Linked DNA regions of Mus musculus: all the other regions are linked to region 3. Evidence: chromatin contacts called from public HiChIP or PLAC-seq data. All regions are on one chromosome and are shown on one strand. The core of a region is the stretch at or near the end of the contact, and the rest is flanking DNA. Distances in the headings are between cores, read along the strand shown.

Region 1 (4,305 bases), core at 1,729-4,228, 400 kb after region 3:
CTGAGGGGGCATATAGGAAGCCCTTCGTCGCCCAAGGGAAACAGCTACTCCTCCATTTTAGTTTGTGCACGTGATGCTATTTATCGGTTGTGTTATTTTCCTGTTATATGGCTCAGGGTTGGTTTCTGTGTCTCTCTTTGCCTGGGTTAATATGAACATCCCTCCTTGGTGAATTCTGTAAAAAACAGAATAGTGGCTGTATCTAAGGGGAGGGCGGGCCTGTAGACAGAAGGGGTCCAAGGGATCTGCAGTGTGGGTACCCAAGCCCTGTTTCTCGTTCCACCTGTGGTTAGAGCAGTGTTTACCTTATTATTTTGTGGAACTGCCATCTATGTATTTTTACATTTTACAATAAACCTCTAAACACATAAAGATGTTAAGATTTGACAAAGCTATGTGGTTATGTTACTGCTTCTTTCGTTTCAAAATTTACTCTAATTTTTTTTTTATTACTGGGTTACTTCATGATACGAGTTTTAACTTAAGTCTCCTTCTTGATTTCCAAATTTTCTATAAAAGTAAGACATTTGCTTTTGTTTGTCATTTATCGATCTTTTTAGAAACCACAAAAACAGTCTTGCTTTATGGTTCAGGCTGCCCTAGAATTCATTATGTAGTCCTGGACAGCCTCTATCTCTGGATTCTCCAGCCGCATCCCCAGAGAACTGGAATTAGACGCGTGCATCACAGTGCCCCTCAGAGGACCAAGGTGGGTTTCTCTTCTTTTCTTTTACCACTTCATGATGTGAAGGCGATGTGCACTCACTGGACATTCTAACTTTGGTCTTTTCCTGGGCTAGCCTTATTCAGTACAATGCTTTCCTTGTGCTGGTCAGCCACGGCTGGCCACGGCCAGCCACGGCTCCCCGTAGTCACGTGATCATGTGGAACAGCACCAGGCTGTACTGTGTTGCTTGAGGTGTTTTGGGCGGAAATATTCAGTAAACTGCATCAAATTTCTTGTTCCTTTTTCTCCTTTTTTCCCACTACTTGTTAATATTTTATTTTATCATAATCACCCCAACCCTAACTCCTCCCACATATACTCCCTACCTCTCCAACTTTGTGCTTCTCCTTTTCAAATAACCCACCCACTCTAACCTGTGGTACCATATATAAACTGCTAGTTATGTGGGGTCATCCATTAGAGCATACTCAACCTACTAGGAAACATATTCTTAAATAAACAAATCTAACTCTTTCCCCTTTAGAAGTCATCCACTGTCCACGCTAGACTGTCATTGGAAACATTTTCCTTTGCCTTTTGCTCCTGAGACTAGGTCTCACTACACAGCTCAGGCTGACCTGAGATTCACAATGCTAAGCAGGCTGCCACTTTGGTTAGCCTGATACAGTGCTGTGAGACAGGTACTATTATAGTCCACCATTTAAAGATGAGAAAACATGGATTGGTGAGTATAGCATTCACAAGCCGCTCATCAAGTCTGGGGAAGCAAGGCTGGTTGCATAGGCCTGTAACCTGTGTTATGAGGCAGGCCTCTATGTTCTGATAGCTCCCTAACTCCCTCCTGCTCTAGGGCATCCTTAACAATTGTTGACTGTAAGGTCCTTCATTTTAATTTTATACAGAGCCAGGTAACTTCGTGGGGTAGCACTGACCTTGGATTAGAGGGCTGTGCTATGAACTGCCATTTTTCTGCTGACTTTTGCAACTCTAAATGAAGCCGCCAGAAGGAAAGAAAATGAACTCGGAAACAAAGTTGCCCAACTAAATGAGCACAGAGAACCCTAATGACAGGCAACATCACACATATGAGAGAAAATACGGAAAAATGGATCTGGGAAGGATACGGAAAAATGGATCTTAGTCACAATTTCTGACTAAGTTAAAGGTTCTTGGATACTGTTCTTGGGAAATGAAATAAATAAATGAATTTTTTTTCTTTCTAAGGAAATGCACAGTTCCCTGACATAGAGTTTATTTTACTGCATGTGTCACATGGATCTTTTCTGAAACAAACCATTCACTAGAGAAGGTTGAAGGCTATAATGCACTATGCAGATTTCCTGGCATCTCCCAGCTGGGGACAGCATCACATGACCCAGCCCATACACTTAGAGCAGAGGTTCTCAACCTTCCTAGTGCTGCACCCTTTTAATACATTTCTTCATGTTATAGTGACACCCCCAACTTAAATTATTTCAATTGCTACTTTATAACTGTAATTTTTGCTACTGTTATGAGTCATAACGTAAATTTTGGATATACAAGATATTTAGTATGTGCCCTGGGGGTCTCGACCCACAGGTTGAGAATCACCAACTTAGAGGCTTCTTCCACCCTTGACCCAGTTGAGCTGTGGTTCAAAGGGTACCCAGAAAAGACTGGCTACAAACAGACTGAGGCAGGGTAAACAATGAGTACCCCAAATACGTGAGGCACTGTGTTACCTCTTTTCCCACCTTTCCTAACCTGGTTCCCTTTCCTCTGGTATCAGGCCACTGAGTCTGACTCTTGTCACCCCTTTAAGCCATTGTTTTGCTCCTCCAGCCTCCGCCCGTTCTTGTCTCTTTGCATGAGTTGCCCAATTTGAGCTACTCATTATTAGCTTGTTTAATTTGGCCTCAAAGCCCCTCATGGCTTGGCAGAGAGGTGAAGCTTGGCTCACTCCTTCATGGGTGGACTTGTTCAGCGGAGGACCAGGGCTAGGGTCGACAGCAGTTAAAAAATAAAGTGGAAACGAGGGCAGAGGCCCCATCATCCATGCGCCACAACCCGCTGAGGCTTGGCCACCTGTCTGGAGAGCTTTGAGGCTTCCTTGCCTGGGGAGGAACAAGTCTTTTAGCTTCGTTCCCACTTCTTAATCAGAAAAGAATCCCAGGAAAAACTGCCCTTGCTTGCCATGCAGGTCTTTGGCAAAGATTCAGTGGGCGTTACCCACATTCCCCTTCTCACCACACCCCAGCTCCACAATGGCCACCATTGTCTCCCGAAGGACTTCTCTTGTGCCCGGGGAGACTGGCACAGACAACTCACTGCACCCAGCTGAGGAGTTCAGCCTCTCAGAACTGGACTCAAGCCGTTCCCAACAGCCCACGTTCCACAATGAAGGACTGTCCTGTCGTAGGTGACAGAATGAGTCACTTTCTTTCTTCACTCTGGATTAAGGATAGATACTGAACAATCAAAGTAGTACTGGCACTTAGCCCCGAGGTTTGTTTATAGGAGCCCCACTATGTGCTCTCAAGCAGCCAGGAGAAAGCCATTGTTGCTTCTGCTTTGCCAAAGCGGAAACTCAGTTCGCTGTTTATCTCAGGGGTTAGCCCAGATACTCCTTGTGTGCCAGGAAGAGTGTGTCTGTGTTACTGAGTCAGCTCCCTGAAAGCTGTTTAAGAAAGATTCAGTGATATAGGAAGAGCATAGATCCAGACAAAGAGAGAAGAAAGGAAGATATGAAGACAAAGAGAGAAGAAAGGAAGATATGAAGTTGGGAAGAGGTAGAAGGGTGAAGAATGGGTTCGATAGAGGGAAGAGTAGGGTGCATGCATATGATAAAAATACATTGCAAATATATTTAAGATTCTCAAAGAATTTATACATAATATAGGTTATTATGTATATACATATACATATGTATACATATACATATACACGCATTCATATATACATATATACACATACCTATATACAAATACATATATATACATATACACATATACATATATACATATTACATGTATACACACATACATACATATACACATATACACATTACATATATACATGCATACACACATATACCTATATATACCTATTTAATCATGTGTATATTTACACATACATATATACATATACCTATATGTAGACATATATTCACAGACATATATACACATGTACATATATATGTACATAGACATATATACATATATACCTATACACATATGTGTATATATATATTAAAAAAGAAAGCACAGGATAGAAGGAGGAAACAGTATTCTTTCAGAGATCCTTTAAAGCATAGGCTACGGGCAGGTTTGATTGGGACCCTGTGAAAGATCCAGCTCTGGACCAGGGATCAGGGAAACTACTGGAGGTTGGGAATGAGCTCTGATACTTCAAAGGGAATTAATTGCCCTCAGATAACAACATTGCAGTCTTTAATTTTTAAGACTTATTTATTTATTTGAGTATAGGGTGGGGTAAATGTGTCGATGTCAGAGGACAATTTGAAGGGGTGATTCTCTCCTCTCACCATGTGGGCTCCAGAGACAGAATCCAGGTTGTGTGAGAGGCAGCTTTGCCTGTTGAAACATCTCACCAGCTTAATAGATTTTTTTTTTAAG
Region 2 (4,297 bases), core at 823-3,322, 380 kb after region 3:
AAACAGTGATGTAATCCACATCTTTACACCTCTTACATGGTATATAACATATGATCTGTTATATGTCTTTATACCTGCTACTTACACGTTATTTTTAAAATTTACACATTATTTTTTTCAATGGTAGCAGTTAACGTAGCCTGTGTAGATCATAGGAAATCTATGCTGTGTGCAAATCACACAGGTGGTCTAGTGTGTTTTAGGACAAACTTCTAGGTTAACACGTATATGTGGGCTTGCAGAGGACTCAGTTGGTGCAATGTCTGCTGCACACAAGCAGGAAGGCCCAAGTTCAATCCCCAGAACCCACTTTAAAAGCTGAGCATGGTGGCGAGTACTGGGGAGATGGAGATAGGACCATCCCTTGACTCACTGGTCTAGCCTTGGACACTCTTCTGGCCCAGAAGCCTAGCTGCATCACTGCATCAGTTAGATCCAGGCAATGAGACTCCCTGTCTCAAACAACAAACCCAAGGTGGATGATATCTGAGGACTGACACTTCAAATTGACCTTTGGCCTTTACACTTGAGCACCTATACATACATAAGCTCACACACACACACACACACACATGATGTGTGTAGCGCCATGATCTTTCATTGATGAGAACAAAGCAAATCTGGACAAACTTTGGAATATAAAAATGGGACTAATCAATGGTCACTGGAGGGATTTTAAAACATTAAATGGGACTTACAGGACCTCTGTAATTACTGTGCCTATATTTTCCATCGATTTGATCCAGTGTTGCAAGACTGTGAATGTCCAACATAAGAGAGAGGCCAGTGCTAGTCTGCTGAGAAAAGGTGGGAAAGTTTGAAAGAGCCAATTCAGAGACAGTTAAGGGTCAGGATGGCTCCCAAATACATCAGTTAATATGATCAAAAGGATTCATTGGAAGCAATCTTGCTTCAAATGATAGGAAAAAGCATCCGTCTCCAGAATATTGAAAATATTTTTTTAATTATTTACTTAGACATTTATCCTCTGTGTGTGCCCAAGTGTTTGTGTACCATATGTGTGAAGTACCCTAGGAAGTCAGAAGAGGGTATCAGACTTTCTCCAGCTTACAGGTGATTGTGAACAGCCAAATGTGGGTGCTATGAATTGAACTAGGGTCCTCTGGAGGAGTAGTGTAACCCCCTCAGCCACCGAACTGTGTCTACAGCCCCTTAAAAATTTACTTTTTTATTTCTATTTTTGTATATGTGTGTGAATGTTTATGCAGAGGCCAGAAGAGGGTGTCAGATCACCTGGAACTGGAGTTGTACACAGTTGTGAACTGCCCAAGAGAGGTAGGAACCAAATTTCGGTCCTCTGGAAGAGCAGAAAATGCTCGCAACCACTGAGCCATCTCTCTAGCGCTACCACATCCCATGTTAAAGCCTAAGATTGACTTTAAGCACTCTCACAGTAAGCCCAGATTTGGCACTCGGTCGCCAGTCATTACGAGGCTTAGCGAGTCTAAGGCTGTGATCCAGAAAAACCTCTCCACACTCTGCTTCTCCTCTGAAGGCCCAGATTAGCAGGGGAATCAAGCCAAAAGGAAGTACACTTCGCTGGAGTATGAGCCGCTCTGTGGAGACGCTTGATCTAAGTTCGTCTCCAAAGAGGAATAAAACAGGTTGAACTGTGTCGGTGGTTTCATTGATAGAATGCTTCTCTACCATGCACAAAGTCCCTGGGTTCCAGTCCCACACAAACATGGTGTGGTGGCACATACTGTAATCCTTGGGAGGTAGAGGTGGGGCGGCGTATCAGAAACTGAAGGTCATTCTTGCTTACAAAGTGAGTTTGAGGCTAGCCTGGGCTACAGAAGACCTAGCTTTAATCAAAGTCAACATCGATGACATCAAAGTAAATAAAAACACACACAAACCTCCAAATACCCAAGGGGTAAAGAGAAGGGTCCAAGATAACTCCATCAGAGCTTGCGAGTGATTAGAATGACTAAGGGGTTTTTGGAAGCCCCAGAAGTTGGGTTCGGAAGTTGAATTCCTTCAGACAGCGGGTGACTCACTGACTTGGCCATCACAGTGGCTGATTCACCTGCTCTCGGGTCAGTTGCCTAACAACTGGGGCTGGCCGGATAGTTCTGTCTCATCGACTTCAAGACTGCCCCACCCAGGGGTCCATCCCATAATCAGCCACCAAAAGCAGACACCATTGCATACACCAGCAAGATTTTGCTGAAAGGACTCTGATATAGCTGTTGCATATGAGGCTATGCCAGTGCCTGGCAAACACAGAAGTGGATGCTCACAGTCAGCTATTGGATGAAACACAGGCCCCTAATGGAGGAGCTAGAGAAACTACCCAAGGAGCTAAAGGGGTCTGCAACCCTATAGGTGGAACAACAATATGAACTAACCAGTACCCCCAGAGCTCGTGTCTCTAGCTGCATTTGTTGCACAAGATGGCCTAGTCGGCCATCACTGGGAAGAGAGGCCCCTTGGTCTTGCAAACTTTATATGCCCCAGTACAGGGGAAACACCAAGGCCAAGAATTGGGAGTGGGCGGGTAGGGGAACAGGGGGTGGGTGTAGGGGACTTTGGGGATAGCATTTGAAATGTAAATGAAGTAAATACCTAATAAAAATTCAGGAAAAAAGTATCAAGCCTTTAGTATACACACACTAACTCTGATGTCCTTCTTAGGAGAAACTCCACAGTGCTCTGGCACAGAGATGGCCTTCAGGAAGGACAGCACTTGAGTAACGCCTTTCAGTCGCTGCTGTGAAGAATTTGCTCTGAGCATCTCGCCTAGCTTCTTTCCCCATCCAGAACTGATGGGGGTGGTTCTGACAGGGAGCCAAAGTGAGTTGCAGGAGCCCCAACAGAGGACCAAGGAGTGTCCCAAGATGTTGCCAGCAAGGCTTCCTTTTTAAAACTCAAAATTCAGTGTGAGCCTCAAATACACTGAGGGTGGAAATCTGGATACTTCAGAAAGAGGGGGTGTTGAGAACAGTCAGCCTAGACCTTCCTTGGAAATACTGAGTAGGGAGTTTCCAGTCCCCTTGCTCTATGTATTCAATATAGACCTCTCTCTCTCTCTCTCTCTCTCTCTCTCTCTCTCTCTCTCTCTCTCTCTCTCTCTCTCTCTCTCTCTGTAAGATGGAAAACAGATGGAGCTGTTCTAGAGAGATGGTTGGTGTACTGGCTAGTTTTGTGTCAACTTGACACAAGCTAGAGTTATCACAGAGAAAGGAGCCTCCCTTGAGGAAATGCCTCCATGAGATCCAGTTCTAAGGCATTTTCTCAATAAGTGATCAAGGGTGGGAGGGTCCATGGTGGGTGGTCCATCCCTGGGCTTGTAGTTTTGGGTTCTATAAGAAAGCAAGCTGAGCAAGCCAGGGGAAGCAAGCCAGTAAGTAACATCCCTCCATGGTCTCTGCATCAGCTCCTGCCTCCGAGTTCCTGTCCTGTCTGAGTTCCTGTCCTGACTTCCTTTGGTGATGTGAAAGTGTAAGCTGAATAAACCCTTTCCTTCCCAGCTTGCCTCTTGGTCATGCTGTTTTGTGCAGGAATAGAAACCCTGACTAAGACAGTTGGCAATTCGGAGTGTTTGGTTCCTACACAGGATCTGAATTCCATTTTTTCCTGTTGGGCAGCTCACAGATGCCTCTAACTTTAGCTCTAAGGGGATCTGAGTTTCTCTCCTGGACTCCTTGGGGCACACACATGTACAAGTGCACATCCCTACTTACCTATAAACACACATGCATGTACACACACACTGAAATAAATCACAAAAAGAGGAATGTTGGCGGTAGGAAAGCTTCCCGATGAAAACTGGAGGCGCTTGAAGAGCTGTTCCAGATGTCTACCCAAGCTTCAGTTGCTTCGTTTGGTAAAGTAAAGGGCTGTGTACACGGACCTGCGTTTCCTAAACGTCCTTGAACAAAAACATCACGAGGAGTGGTGTTAAAACTAGGACAGCGCATAGCCTTACCCAGGTGAGCTGAATGCAAATCACTAAGGCGGTGCTGAGAATCTAAGTGACTTCCTCTGGACTAGCCCACTATGGAGACAGCCTGGCTCTGACCACGTAATCTGGTTAAACTCCAGAATGAGGGAATGGACCTGCCTCTTTCTAAGAGGTCGTGTCAACGCAGAAGAAGAGCAACAGAGCTTGAGTCTCCCAGGTGGGGTGCACCCAAGGCCATGTCCTTCTACACTATATCTTAGCTCAGGCTAACCCCCTGTCCATACCTTTCACCCATAACCTAACTTGAGTTTTTGATTCTTCTCTAATCTAAAGGGAGAAATATGGAGAGATGAGGGCCATGGTGTGTTG
Region 3 (4,467 bases), core at 625-3,124:
CTGTAAGATTTAAATATTTAACAATAATTTTAAAAAAACCTAACACCTGAAAACTAATATTTTGGATTGGCTAGTCATGTGGTGAAATGGAACTGGAAACTGACGAGAGGCGAGAAAGCACCATGCACACAGTTAATTAGCAGTGACAGTATCTAGCCATGGCAGGAATGAGGAAAGGCTGTCAGGATGCAAATTGGTAGAGCTATCCCAGAAAGCAATTGGGTGGTTGCTGCGATCCTTCACCCAGGTATTTAGAGACCTGAGAACCTGTGTTTGCAGAAAGACCCCAGCATTGTATCCATTCTGTTTATAATTACCCAAACTGGAACATCCTAGAAGTCCATGTGACTGAGATTGGTTGAGTATAACTTTGTATCTGTCTATCCAGTGGGCACCTGCTCTCTGGAGGGGGATTCAAGCTGTGACTTCAGGCAGCAACATGGCCGGCTCCCAAGGCACTGTGCTGTATGAGAAGAGCCATCCCAGAGGGGGTCTTGTAGCAGAATTCAATGTGTGTGTGACACTTTAAGACAGGATGATAGATCAGTGGTTGCTGGAAGTTGGTGGGAGAGGGGTCATGACCAAGAAATATGAGGGCCTTTTGACGTGTTTTTAAAAGGAACATTTCTTGTCTGGCAATAACAGTATCGGTGGCTATAAGGGTTGGTGAAGAACTTTGTGAACATGTAACATTTTCATGGAAGTCATAGGTGATGAAATACATTCTCAAGTACTAATAGATTAATGAGAATGGCTACACAGTCGTATAGATTCTGTAAATCTCTTTACTGTCTAGCTTCGTAGTGTGAAATCTGGTACCTGCTTCCATCCTCACTCCAACGCGGTGCCTGCCGTGAGCTGAGGGCTCAGGAAAACCCTTCTGTGCTCTTGATGGAGGATGAGTGAAAAAAAATCCAATAGTAACTTCATGAATTTTGATTTTTGATTGGGCCTTGTGTATCCCCTGGAGTGATCCAGGCGTTCCCAAGGACTCCTGGACTGTCCTTTGAGAATCTCAGCTACAATGGACTGAGCTGTATTTTAGTCGTCTTCTAACTATCCTGTCTTCCTGTCTTGGGTTTTTTTTTTTTTTTTCCTGTGTCCACATGTCCTCTGGTTTTGCTCCATGACTTGGTTCAAATTGATCCTTTTTAAAAATTAAATTTATTTAAAGAAGCAACTCTCTATATTTCATACAACTAGAAAAAATAAACTCTGTTTCCAGTCATTCAAATAACCACAAAATAGTTAAGCCAGGAATTATGTGATATATGTAATACATTTTCCTTAATTGTATCTGTTGTGTACACATATATAATATGCCTACACACATAATATACATGCACACATATCCCTTGACTTTGCCATTAATCAATACATAAGTGAGCCTCATTGACATTCTTTATGTCCTTACCCCTTGTTTCCAATGATACATGCATTGTAGGTGGGTACATACACTCCTGCAGATGTGTGTGTGTGTGATTGTGTGTGTGTGTGTGTGTGTCTGTGTTTTTCTGAGAATCATCTAAATCCATCGCAGCGTATCACACTCTAGAAAACATAAAGGCAGCACATGGCTAACTCTGATAAACCTTTTGTGCCGACCCAGTGAATCCTAGCCATGACTGTAGCCTGCAGCTGATATCATAATCCTTTTAAAGAAAATACCTGTCAAATAGTTGCAGCCCAAGAAGGTTAGAGAAGTTGCTTCCTGTTTCATAGCAACAAAGTCCAGGCCTGGGATTTGAACCCCGGCACCCAGGCTGCAAAGTCACCTACATAGGAATCCTAGATTGCCATCGGAGCCTGGTAGTGACTCAGCACTAGGGTGTGTCACTGTCCTTCGGGGCCCTCGTCGGGTACACAAAAGGAGATGGATCAAATCAAGATGAGTCCACTGAAATAGCTGGTGTCAGCACCCAACCGAGCAGGCTAGGGACCTGACCTGGATGAAACTCTTAGCCTAGAGGGGATTTCACATCTTGAAAGAAAGAAAGAAAGCATGTGCTGTTTGCTTTCTGGTGGTTTCAGTTGCTGGTTTTGGTCTTGCTTGTTCCTTTTTTTTTTTTTTTTTTTTTCATCTCCTTCCTTGTTTTGTTTTATAAGAAAAGATTGAAGTCTAGGTTTTTGTGTTGTGTGTAAATTTTCCAACCTTTATCACATGCGGAAGGGCCTTGGGGGTTGGCTGCTTTGTGACTTCTGGCCTGGATTATCTTTTCTGACTTAGAGAATTCGTGCTCCAGTGAACTGTTTTTTTTGTTTTTTTGTTTTTTTTTTTTTTTTTTTTTTGTACAGTGGTAGAAATCAAATCCTAATTACGGAAACAGTTTAAAGCAATGGTGAAGAGGAAAAGGAGCTAGTGAGCGTCTTAACATGTCCTACATAGCTATTGATTAAACTCTGGGTTAATTGAAAAGTCAGGGTCCATTAACAAAATAACAACGTGTATTTCTTTGTGATCCTTCTGCGTTGTCTGTGAGTGAATCGGGGATATTTATTCAGTATTTATTCAGCACTAATTCTCAGTTTGCTGAGAGCTCATGGAATCATGGCATGAGCTTATTGGAATTCTTTTCATAGACACAGAGAGACTTGCCCAAGAACGGGCACTATGAGAAAGTTAGTCAGCCCTGACTCAGAATAATAAGTATGAACATGTGACAGATGCCATTGTGTGCTCAGAGGAAGGCTTCCCGACACATTTTTCACATACACGTGGGTCGTTTTGTTTCAGAGAGTTGTGTGCTGTTTCCAGCTCTTATCAGATTTCCTCACTTTTAACAATGGTGAAGAGATGCCCTCTCTCTAAATCCACAGTAAAACACAAGGAAGGCTGTGTTCACAATTAACCCCAAGCCAGGTTTTTGATTTATATGTCTGTGTGAATTCCTGCCCCTGCCTCTGTGTGTGTGTGTGTGTGTGTGTGTGTGTGTGTGTATGTGTGTCTAAGTGAGTGAAGGGAGAGTCCAGGGCGAATCTAGAGAGATAATCTTGAAAGACAAGTTTATTCATTAATGACATCATAAGGATTGTATTTTTCTCTTGGTTAATAAACTATTTGTTCGGCGGCTGCTGTACTCCAGCCAGGTCTAGTCATGTCGTTTCTCGGAAAAGATCTGAAGCAACTGGTAATTGAAATGATAATAATCATTTGATCTATTTGAGAATAACACTCATCTCCAAAGTTGTCTATTCTAGGAAGCCTTATTTGGTCAAAATGTTGCCAAATTCCATTTGTGTTCATGTGGAGACTAATATACCATGATACTTAATTATTTTCCAGAACATTCTAAATGCTTTCCCTGGTATGCTCCCTCCTCCATCCCAGAAGCTGTCCCCATATGCTTTGAAACAATACCCAGCCTGGATTTTTTTTTAATTCTGACATTTCATAATCATCATGTAATAGCTATAAATGCAGGACGAGCAGAGGTCTTCTATTTCAAGAAGTTGATGAAATAGTAGAGTTGATTGTGGGTGAAATCAGCTCCTGCAAATGACATTTTTTTTTAAATGTGCCCCACAGCTTATAAAGTCTTCAGGTATTTTCTTGAGAAGAGGACAAAACACAATTTCCACTTTGTCTGCCTTTACGAGAAGTTCATATTTGATCAAGATAAGAGAGGGGATCCCGTTACCCAGTCTTGTGTTCCATTCTTGAGAGAGTTCTTGTGACTGTTCTTTTTAACAACCTTCTTTTTCTCAGAAGCAGTCCTGAACCAGACAAGGAAAAGCAAAATTTACCTCTTACCTTAAAACATTCAACAGAACAAAACTGAGTCCTTCTTACTGTGTAAACATCATTTTAATAAAACTCTTTTTGTTTGAGTTGGAACAGTGCCGGGGGAGTGGTTAGGGTGTGTGTGTGTGTACTGTGTGGTTGTGTGTGTGGAGTGGTTCATGTGTAAGGTGTGTGATGTGTGTATATTGTGTGTGGTGTATGTATAGAGGAGTGTGTGTGTGTGTGTGTGTGTGTGTGTGTGTGTGTGTGTGTGTGTGTGTGTGTGTGTCTGTGGTGGGGAAGGTAGGGAAGAGAGAGTTGTATCTAACAGCAAAATTAGCCAAATTCGGTTGTGAATTCCTTTTCTGTCTAATAGTTCAGAGACATCTTCCTGTTGTTCTTTTGTCAGAACTATTTTGAAATTTTTCTGTAAGCTTTAGGGGTTTTTCAGAGCTAAGCCTTCTTCAGAAATGTTCAGTCAGAGAAAGAGAAAGAGTCAGCTCAAGTTAAACTGTCAAACGCTTCCAATCAGTTCATTTAGAACCCAGGGAGAGGGATCCCTAAGTCTTTTCCAGAGAATCTCTGGGCCAGGGGCCCCCCTTTTTGTTCCTCATAGAGATAGCCACTAAATATCTTGCTGGGCTAATTCTGAGGCAGAAAACTTGTTTCCTGGAAGCAATTAGAGATGCTTAAAATTCAAATTTATGATCCTTGGGAGGAACCGAAGCTTCAACGACTTTTCTTAG

Evidence for each region. HiChIP or PLAC-seq counts read pairs in DNA pulled down with a chosen protein or histone mark.
Region 1: an HNF4G HiChIP or PLAC-seq map of pancreatic cancer cells shows a contact between it and region 3. The contact joins two enhancer-like sites. A contact is called at or near these places in 2 of 115 datasets of contacts at active chromatin or transcription factors (microglia and pancreatic cancer cells).
Region 2: an HNF4G HiChIP or PLAC-seq map of pancreatic cancer cells shows a contact between it and region 3. The contact joins two enhancer-like sites. A contact is called at or near these places in 2 of 115 datasets of contacts at active chromatin or transcription factors (microglia and pancreatic cancer cells).

What each region holds. Positions count from the first base shown.
Region 1 is chr10:67,844,849-67,849,153 of GRCm38.p6, reverse strand. No RefSeq gene overlaps it. Among named protein-coding and RNA genes, the nearest start is that of Gm51769, 57 kb to the right of the region's middle. Within about 2 kb of position 2,978, at least 64 of the 459 cell types and tissues checked have an H3K27ac peak or open chromatin away from gene starts, as enhancers often do. A contact at or near this core is called in pancreatic cancer cells, where this site is marked.
Region 2 is chr10:67,863,801-67,868,097 of GRCm38.p6, reverse strand. No RefSeq gene overlaps it. Among named protein-coding and RNA genes, the nearest start is that of Zfp365, 47 kb to the left of the region's middle. Within about 2 kb of position 2,072, at least 26 of the 459 cell types and tissues checked have an H3K27ac peak or open chromatin away from gene starts, as enhancers often do. A contact at or near this core is called in pancreatic cancer cells, where this site is marked.
Region 3 is chr10:68,247,073-68,251,539 of GRCm38.p6, reverse strand. The region is part of intron 2 of Arid5b (AT rich interactive domain 5B (MRF1-like)); the gene reads left to right. Among named protein-coding and RNA genes, the nearest start is that of Arid5b, 29 kb to the left of the region's middle. Within about 2 kb of position 1,874, at least 207 of the 459 cell types and tissues checked have an H3K27ac peak or open chromatin away from gene starts, as enhancers often do. A contact at or near this core is called in pancreatic cancer cells, where this site is marked.